Regions from separate parts of the Mus musculus genome. Here all the other regions are linked to region 2. Evidence: chromatin contacts called from public HiCAR-type and Micro-C data. All regions are on one chromosome and are shown on one strand. The core of a region is the stretch at or near the end of the contact, and the rest is flanking DNA. Distances in the headings are between cores, read along the strand shown.

Region 1 (3,109 bases), core at 510-3,009, 520 kb before region 2:
TTCCCAGTCTGCCATTAGCCAAGAATTATCCTACAGGCATCTCTTTTCTCACCCAAGGCCTTCTTGGTTAGAGGGGACTGTCTCCCTCTTAGGCCACAATGCGGAGGCCCACGCAGCAGCCATCTTCAAAGCTGCCAGTGACCAAAATGAACCGGTTGCTACCGCATTCTCTCTTTTTTTTAAAGGCAACAAAGCTCCCCTTGCAGAACACACAGTAGGCTCTTACTTCCACCCTAGCAAAGAGCTCACTGGTCTAATCCACACCAAACCAGTACTTCCAACAGCGGGTCAAGGTCAAAGGGACTGGGAACCACTTCTAGAGGGGAGTGCTCAAACAGGTTGCCCTAATGCTTGCTGGCTCCCGGATGTTAAACCTCTCTGAGCCTCCACTGTCCAGCGTCTTCAAGAAAGACCCACTGTGGCAAGCTGAAGGGATCAATCAACACGCGAAATTGACGAAAGCCTGGCCTCGTCCCCGAGGAAGTCACTAGAAATTGACACATTGGGAAAACGTACAAATTTGGAGCTAAGATTTGCTGGGTTCCTCCACAGCGCTGAGCTGGGGGGTGGGGGTGGGGGGGGGGTTCCCAATCTGGCAGGAGGCTGCCGCTGGCCATTTCGCAGGGACCTCCAGGCCCCAACATCTGTCCCTAGGACCCGGGCACCTCCCAAGCGCAAGGTTAAAAGGGTCTTCAAATCGTTGGGAAGCCTTTTAACGCATTTACAAGTTGGTCAGTGGGCATTCGAGGAGCCCTGTGACATCAGGAGCGGAGGCGCACTAGGCTCCGGAGCAGGCACCATAGGGAACCCGGGAGGATCTGGGAGGCTTCCAGACCCCACAGTGAAGAAGTCTGGGGAGGCCCCAGGGCCGAACCACTAGGTCAGGTGGGCAGCAGGGAGGGCCCGCGGGCGCCAAGTACAGCCTGGCGGACAAAGGGGTGCAGGCTGAGCCCGAGCAAGCGGCGGGGCAGCCGGGAAATGGAGCCACGTGCCTGGCGGGAGAAGGCGAAAAAGCCTCCCCAACACTTGTTTTCTCAACCCCGCGAGTAAACCGCCCTCCGCTCGGCTCCAGGAGCGGGGTGGGGAAATGCGTCCGTGTTTTTAAGTTTTCTGGAACTTTTCCAGAGAAACGGGCACGCTGGTGGGAAAGGGGTGCCACGGCGGCCACCCGCTCCGCTAGGAAATCGCAGGGCGATTAGCACTTGAATGGGGAGGGCGGCTGCCCGGCGTGAAACTGCGTCCAAGCGACCGATCGCGGTCCCGGGGCCCCGTGGTTCGGTTCCCGACCCGTCCAGCTCCCCGCCCCAGGCCCGCCGTGCTGGGCCCCACAGCTATGCGCTCGGGAACGGCGGGAGGAGCGCTGCGGGAGGACGGAGACCCGTTGCAGGCCGAGCCTGGGCCCCCGCACACGTCCCGGTGGCGCTGCTCGGGTGCACTGGGCCTCCCGGCCCCGAGGCCCTGCCCGGCCGCCCCGAGGCTACGCCGCGGCCCCACAGGCCCCGCCGCCCTCGCCTGCCCCGCCCGCCAACCGCCAACCGCCGCGGCACGAGTGCCGGGCGCCGCGCGGACTCACCGGGGCCGGCTCCCGAGTACATGGTGGCGTTGCCGAGGGCCGCGGCCGAGGGCCGGCCGCGCGCTCCACGGGCCCCGACGCCGCGAGCCGCGAGGAGCCGCCGGCCGCTCGATCCGCCCCGGCGCGGCCGCCTCGCAGAACAGGTTTACCCGACGCGGCCGGGGCGGCGGGCGGAGGCGGCGGGAGCGGAGGGGGAGGGGAGCGGGAGGAGGGAGGGGAGGAGGAGGGGCGAGAGGGACGACGAGGGAGGGGACGGCGGGGAGGGAGGGAAGGAGGGGACAGCGGGGAGGGAGGAGGCGGGGAGGAGGGAAGGTGGCAGGGAGAGAGGGGGGCAGGGGAGGAGGCTGGAGGCGGCGCGCGCCGGCGGGATGGGGGGGGGGGGACTCGCTGTGGCGGCCCCCCGCGTGCTTGCCCTGAATGAGGGACCCCAGAAGCGACCCAGGGCACGCGAGCCGAGACCTTCCCTGCGGCCGAGCGAGGCGACGTCTGGTTTCCGGGCGCGGCCAGCCCGGCACTGCGACCAGAGTCGGAGTCCTCCCGCGCCGAGTGGCAGAGCCTCGGCCGCGTCCCGCCACGCACCCGCCCCTGCACCTCGGCCTGGCTCTTTAAGTTATTAACGAAACGGCGACGGGAAGCTAGCTCCCCACCCAGAGCTTGAACTTGGACGCGGCCAGACCCGTGCGCGTGACCACACCGCCACCTCCCGGCGCGACTCCACAACCTAGATAATCCTAGCAAAGCACCAAGGAAGCCCAGCAAGTTCAGGATTAAATTTTATCAGCTGTCAGGGAGCAGATCTGGTCGGGGCTTCCCGCTTTCTGGCCTCCGAGCCCCCAAGTTCTGCTCTGAGGCCTGCTAGACCAGCATGCTCTGTGCACGTATGTCCCTTCTTCACTTGTTGCTGGCGTGTGCTCCTAGTCCTGTCCAGCTGCCTCTGGAACCTTTCTATAGAAGAGGCGGGTGTGTCAGCTCCTGCCTCGCCCTGCAGGCTTTGCAATGTCTTCAAAGCCCATACTGAGAACCCAGGCCAAAGACAAACAGGGTCCTACTGCAGGGACCCCAGGATCGGGGTAGGCTCCATATTCTGTGTAGTGCTCAAAGATAGTCCCAGGAACAAGAAAAGCAGCTCTCCTTCCAATAAAGGAGGAGGAGGAGGAAACTAGACACAGCATTGCAGGGCTGCCATTCCAGCTAGCCAGAAGTCGAGGGAGGCGGATGGCAACCGTAAATCTAGTCTAGGATACATAGAAGAAAGACTTGCCCCCACCCCTCTCCCAAGTGATTGACACAAATGGGTAATCAATCATACCTAGCCCTTGCGGTACCAATACTTTGGTACTTTAGGGATGGAGACAGGATTTGCTGAACTCAGGAGTCATCTTGGCTCAGAACCAGTCAGGGTAACACAGAACTAATGGGGATGCGGTGAGGTGGGGGGGGGGGGGAGGTGGTGTTCGGCGGGAGGCGGTGTTAGACTTCACTCAGCAGTGGAGCACTGACGTTGGGTCTGCTCCCAGCACTGACATCCTACCCCCA
Region 2 (3,187 bases), core at 79-2,578:
CTGGAAATGGGTCTGATGCACACACTCTCTAAAGCCAGCCCTTGAAAGCTGACTCAGGAAGAACACTGCAACCTAAGCTATGAAGACATCAAGCTAATAGAGTTTCAGGGCAGCCTGGGATGTAGATTGAGGCCTTACCACAAAACAAGCAACAAACAGGAAAGACCCCATAGCCAACCCCATCTCACACTATCTTGTACAGGTTTGAAGAAATCCCCTGAAGAATCCCAGGAGGAAGCACAGCTCCCTTTGTTCCCACCGTGCTTGCAGAAAGACCTACTCAGCAGACACACAGCCAGGCAACCCCCTGGCAGCCTGTTGCTCTGGGGCAGCACACAGAGGCAGGCAAAGGCAGGTAACCTCTGCGGGCTATGCTTTCCCTCCACCAGCCTCTGTCTCCGTCCTGCCTGAGGCTACCCAGCTGCTCCACAGCCTGCCCCCGCCAGCCACTCTGGCCACCAGCCAGTTCCCAGCCAGCCAGCCCCCTCGGGACCCTGCTCTACAGCCTTCTCACAGGGCAGCTACACCAGGGAAGCTCAGTCCGGAAGCATCAGCTTGGGGGTCCTGTTGCGGGCTGAGCAGAAAATCCAGCAATGGGCCTCAGTTTCCCCACTCCCAAAGAGGTAGAGGAAGGACCTGGACTAGGGCAGAGACCTTGAGCCAGGGGTGGGCAGATGTGGTTCCTTGTAGAGAAAGTGGATGCTTTTCCAAGCCTTGTCCCCTCCTGGTGCTAGTGGTTAGGGACCCAGAGCTCATCAAATGCTGTTTGCCTGGTCTGTGGGACCATCCCAAGTGCCTTCCTGGACAGGAGAGGAAACTGAGCCCTTGGCTTTGGACTCAGCAGCGGATGCGCAAGTGTGTGATCGGTTTCATGAATGAAATCCAGAGTGGGCAAGGTGGGTGAGGGTCACTGGGAGAATAGAGAGCAACCCCACGGGGCAGGGAGGGTGCCACTTCTGCCCCTCTCCCCTCCAAACTCTTTACATCTCTGCGACTGTCTCTGTGGCAGAGGGCTGTGAACTGGGCTTGCTTCTTGGTCCTGTTTCTCACCCCCTCTCTTCTTCCTAAGTCACCCAACTGGGCAATACGAATAGCCCGCTCTGTGCACAGGGGTGCAGGAGGCAGCAGTGCCTGGGGAACTCACCCGCTCTTGCCGCACCTTCCTCTGGGATGAGCCTGTCCCCTGAAGCTCTAGGTCTGTGGACCCACAGACAGTGCCTTCCCAGGGCCTGACGTCAGGCCAGCCAGCTGCTTTTGGACACAGGCAGAGGGGTGGGAGGGGTGGGGGCGGAGCGGTCTCCCTCCCAACCCCTGCTGGCCTGGCTGCCTAGAGGAAGGGGGGCGGGGTTGGGGTGGAGGGAGCCTGGGGGCGGGAGAGGGGTGGTGGTGGGGTCGGAGATACCACACCTTCCCTAGACAGAGGGGTGAGCCACAGCTGTTCGGACCAGGAAGAGTGGAGGGGGGCAGGGTTGGCTTCTGGCCCAAGGCTATGGGTTGTCTTAGAACAGCTCGGCCAGTTTCTGAGAAGAAAGATCTGCTGGGTGGGTCCCGTCCAGTCGCAGCAGCCAGGGGCTTAGGACATCCAGGCAGGTGTAACCACAGACAGCTGGCAGAGGATGGTCTCTGGTCAGCAAGGGCTGAATGTCTCTGGGGCTGAGGCTGTGCAGGGCTGTTTGCTCTGCCAGGAGTTCCCTCTAGCCCTCTGCTCTTCATGTCTGTCATCCACTTCAGTCATACCACAGTGCTTTCTCGAGCATCCACTCAACAGCCATTCTGACATCGATGACCAGGGAGGGCTGTGTGCAGGAGACCCCCCGGGCCCTCAGAGCTCACACTGGGTGTGAGAAACAGTAGAGGAAGAAGTGGGTGCCTAGTGACAGATCCAGCCAGCCCAGATGAGAAGTGAGGGCAGGGTTCCGGAGTGGATAGAGGGAGGTGCCACAGGACGGGGCTGCCTGGATGGGTAGAGGAAGGGGAAGCCATCTTGGTAGGGTCAGCTGCGTAGTCTGCAGAGCTATGAAGCTGGGAGGGAGTGGTCACTTGCACACAGAGTCTTAGCAGCCCTTAGAGGCTCCAGTGGTGGCTTTGATCCTAAGGGAACAGAAGGTTCTAGAAGAGGGGTGTAATCTCCCAGCCTTGGTCTCCACCCATCATAATATTCATAGAATCTTGTTGTATCTTTCCCACTGGGGCAAACTGAACCCTAGGCAGGAGCCCATGGCTTGCCAGACCACCTCCCCTAGGTCAGCAGCGACTTCTGGTCCTGGAGGGAAGGTTTTAGGCTTCTGTTAGGCTGCGGGGCTGAGGGCTAGGTAGGGCTTCAAAGTCACTGGCAGGCAAGTAAAGGGCTGGAGCTTGGAGGAGCTCACGTTTCACACGCTGCCCAGAGGTGGGTCCAGAAAGCCATGGTCCTTGCCTAGGGATCAGTGCCCACCCGTTCCTTCTACACTCAGCCAGTAGCTGAGACTTTCAATGCCTGGGATACGCGGTGCCTATAGCCTGGATGCATAGTTCCTATCCCTGCCCTGACTCCACGTTGGAACAACACAGGAAGGGCTGTGCTGGCTTTTACTCCTTCATGCCCTTCCACCTCCAGGAAGCACCTGGGTGGGTCCTGTCCTATCACTTGGCAGGGTATACAGACCTGAGGAGAAGGGTGGCGCTGAGGCTCAGGGGCCAGGGCAGTCCTGAGGCATAAGTCTACAGCCTCAGTGGGGCTCTTGGCTGCTGCTGTGCTTGCTGGACTATGTCCGAGGGGTGACAAGGTGCACAGGTCATAAGTGACAGGCCAGGTGCATGGGTGGGTGCAAGGGGAGGCTGGAGAACGGAGATGGCTGATGTGTGATGGAACCCTAGGGCATTGCTGGGTATCGTGGTGCAACACGACCTTTGCAAGAAGAGGAGAAGAGTGGCGTGCATGTGGTGTGTGTGCGTATGCATCATTTGTGTGTGGTGCATGTGAAGTTGAGAGGGTCTGTTCAACTGCCAGGTCGTGCCTTGCCATCTAGAAACATAGTCTGGGGGTTCATCATTCAGTAAGAAGTGCAGAATGCAGCTAGGTGGTGGCGGCACACCCCATTAATCCCAGCACTCAGGAGGCAGAGGCAGGTAGATCTTTGGGTTCAAGGCCAGCCTGGTCTACAGAGTGAGTTTCAGGATAGCCACGGCTACACAGAGAAACCATGTC
Region 3 (2,804 bases), core at 188-2,687, 820 kb after region 2:
TCCCTGCGCCTGCCTGGGTGGAGATGTTGGAGACCCTGCTTCCAGCCCCTTGGTCCCCCGTGGGGACGTCTGCTTGAGGGACGGCGTAGCTGGTGGCCCTGAGAACTGCCTCACCAGCCTGACCCAGGACCGGGGTGGGCACGGCTCAGCAGGTGAGTGGAATCCAGAGAACCTTGTACAGTTCTGCAGCAGATGAAATGAGAGCGTGAGGGAGAGTGCAGTCCCCGAGGCTGGGGTCTGTTCGGGGCAACTCTTTTGTCATCCGGGTTGAGAGACCATGTGTAGAATTCAAATTGCCAATGGCTCTTCGTTCCCAGGATAGAAAGCCCAGCCCACATAGGGCGTGGCATGTGAGTGAGGGAGGGAAGAAAGGATCCGTAGCCAGTTTCCTCAAGCCACTTCCTCGGTTTAAATCTTCCACATGGGAGCACACTAATCTTCAACAACGACATTTTCCAGCATCCCTAGGGTACAGTACCTGGTGTCTGGGGACTAAAGTGGAGGTCAGCACCTCCCCAGGGTGGCGCATGGGAGCACGCATAGACAGAGTACTCACAGGGCTGTTGCCAGGAGGTAAGGTTTTGGGGCTCAGTGTAGCATGTCTATAGCAGCTGCCACTGAGGTGTGATAGTGAGAGCAGGGACACAATGCCATCCTTGGCCAGTGACCACAGGAAGAAGACACACTACCCAACAGTATGTAGCCATCCCAGGCAGAACCAGGGTATCAAGGACACCCAGAAACCCAGTGTTGAGAAAACCATTACCTTTACTCATGGGCTGGAGACCTGAGGACAATGGCCTCAGGATGGCAGGGTCCAGGCCTGATGGGGATGCAAGGGGTTGATGACTGGTCATGGTGCTAACAGTGTATCTTTATGAGTGTCGTATCTGTAACAAGAGGTAGGCCCTGCCTGCTGTGTGACCTGGAGGATAGCAGAGGTAGGGCTGTCCAAGATTTGAGCTGGAGAAACGAGCTGAGTCAACATCAAGGGGACATTGGGGAATAGGAAGACAAGTCTATTCATTGATGGTGTGTAGGGCCAAGGCAAGGCCTGACTGAGAACCTGATGCCAGGAGATCTAGAGTGAAATGCTGACGCCCGTAGGGCATCCCTCAGCCTTAAGCGTTTCAGAGGCCACAAGGCCATTCAGGCTGCAAAGGAATTTTCTAACCCCAGGCACATTTCTGGTCAAGGCCCTATGACAGGTCCCAGGTCTGGATCTCTGTGAGACCTAGGCTGAGGCGACCTCTTCAGGGTCCTCAGACGAAATTCTGAACATTCTGTCATTGTGATGGGAAGAAAGGGTGGAGGACCAGCCTTCCTGCCGTTTAGGCTGGAGGTCATTGTGACCTTGACAAAGGCGGGTTTCATTGTGTGACAGGAATGGGAGTGAGACCAAAGGGAACCCTGGAAGAATAGAGAGATGGGGTGGGAAGATGCAGGAGGATGGGGCCAGCTGTCACAAGCAGACCTGGCCATGTACCATACTCTGCCACTCCCCATCATTTAACCACCGTGAGCATTGGTTCCTACATCTGCAAAACAATTCTTGGGGTTGCATCACCACTTGATTTTTATTTGTTTCTGACTGGGGCCACAGTCACACCCCCTGGGCAGCAGCCTGACCTCAGTGGAATACTGGGGCAGCTACTGTGCCAGGGAGCTGCTGGATGTTGCTCTAAACCCCTTGGCCCAGCTGCCAGCAGCCAAGGCCTTCAGGGCTGGCATGATAGATGCTGGAGGCACCAAATGGAGGTGCTTGTGTGCTATGGGGCCGGGGGCAGTGTGTAGCTGCATTTATTTCCTGAGGAATGAGTATGTGAATGCCTTTGCTGCGGGAGCCGTGAAGTGGCCAGGTTTCTCTGTGGAGTGTTTACATGACCTTGAGAACAGAAGGACTTTGGGAGGGCTTGGTGCAAAGGAGTGAGGTACCGGGACTCCTCACAGGAGCCTGGATGGGGAGGTGGCTGGTGTTGGCCTGGTCATTTGCAGTGGGAAGGAGGAGGGAGGAGGAGGAGGAGAGGTTTGGTGCAACTGATGGACTGTGGATAAAAGGGTGTGGAGGCAGGAAGAGCAAGCCTGGCCCCATCAGGAATGAGGACATCCATGTGGGACAGAGGAAGCAGGACTGCAGATGCAGCTTAAGGACGATTCTAAGGGCAGAGTAGAACTCGAGGCTGAGACGTGTGTGACCCAGGTCGTAGGGTATGTGAGCATAGCCCTGGCCCCTGGTGAATGTGTACAGGCCCAGGCTAGAACATCGGCCTTGGAACCCCACTTTGGAGTCTTGGGTCTGACCCTGGCTCACCTGTGTTTCTAGGCCAGCCCAGCCCCTCAGTTCTCCTCTCTGGGGGCCTGAGAATGCCTTCTTCTGTCTCTGTGAGGGTAAGAGTGGGGTGAAGCAGCCAATGGCGAAGGGTTGGTGTTCTTGTTTATTGCTAGGCCCACTCTGGGGACCTAGGAGCAGAGGCAGACAGAGGCAGGGGTGTGTTCAGGTTGAACTTGGGCAGTTTGAGCATCAGGTCAGTATATGGATTCTGACAGTGTTGGCAGGTAGTACTCAGAGGCAAGTGGGAGGAGGTGTGTGTGCATGAATGTACATATATGAATTGTACATGTGTGTATGGTAGGGTGTACTTTGTGCACACATATGTACATGCATACATATGTGTATGGTGGCTACACCCATATATGAATACATATATAGTGTATTTTGCACATATGTGTTCATGTAATCACATGTTCACATGTATAACACATGAAAACCCAGTGGGTATACCGGTTTGATTATTGTGTTTGCA

Evidence for each region. A called contact is a pair of places that touch in the nucleus more often than the background predicts. HiCAR-type assays count read pairs that join an accessible place to other places.
Region 1: a Micro-C map of embryonic stem cells shows a contact between it and region 2, with 2.3 times the contacts expected there. The contact joins the promoter of Ago2 here to the promoter of Gpr20 in region 2. A contact is called at or near these places in 1 of 39 promoter capture datasets (pre-B cells), 1 of 484 Hi-C or Micro-C datasets (embryonic stem cells) and 1 of 115 datasets of contacts at active chromatin or transcription factors (bone marrow-derived macrophages).
Region 3: a HiCAR-type map of embryonic stem cells shows a contact between it and region 2, with 9 times the contacts expected there. The contact joins the enhancer-like site here to the promoter of Gpr20 in region 2. A contact is called at or near these places in 11 of 39 promoter capture datasets (the 3T3-L1 cell line, 3T3-L1-derived adipocytes, embryonic stem cells and 6 more), 1 of 15 datasets of contacts at CTCF or cohesin (large pre-B cells), 20 of 484 Hi-C or Micro-C datasets (the AML12 cell line, B cells, the HL-1 cell line and 14 more) and 8 of 115 datasets of contacts at active chromatin or transcription factors (embryonic basal ganglia, embryonic forebrain, embryonic hindbrain and 4 more).

Annotation. Positions count from the first base shown.
Region 1 is chr15:73,183,188-73,186,296 of GRCm38.p6, forward strand. Ago2 (argonaute RISC catalytic subunit 2) reads right to left here and starts at 1,760. Exons shown (of 19, transcript NM_153178.4): 1 at 1,574-1,760. The coding sequence starts at 1,595.
Region 2 is chr15:73,706,177-73,709,363 of GRCm38.p6, forward strand. Gpr20 (G protein-coupled receptor 20) reads right to left here and starts at 1,329. Exons shown (of 2, transcript NM_173365.2): 1 at 1,145-1,329.
Region 3 is chr15:74,529,789-74,532,592 of GRCm38.p6, forward strand. Adgrb1 (adhesion G protein-coupled receptor B1) reads left to right here. Exons shown (of 31, transcript NM_174991.3): 2 at 1-152. Among named protein-coding and RNA genes, the nearest start is that of Adgrb1, 15 kb to the left of the region's middle. Within about 2 kb of position 1,438, at least 10 of the 459 cell types and tissues checked have an H3K27ac peak or open chromatin away from gene starts, as enhancers often do. A contact at or near this core is called in embryonic stem cells, where this site is marked.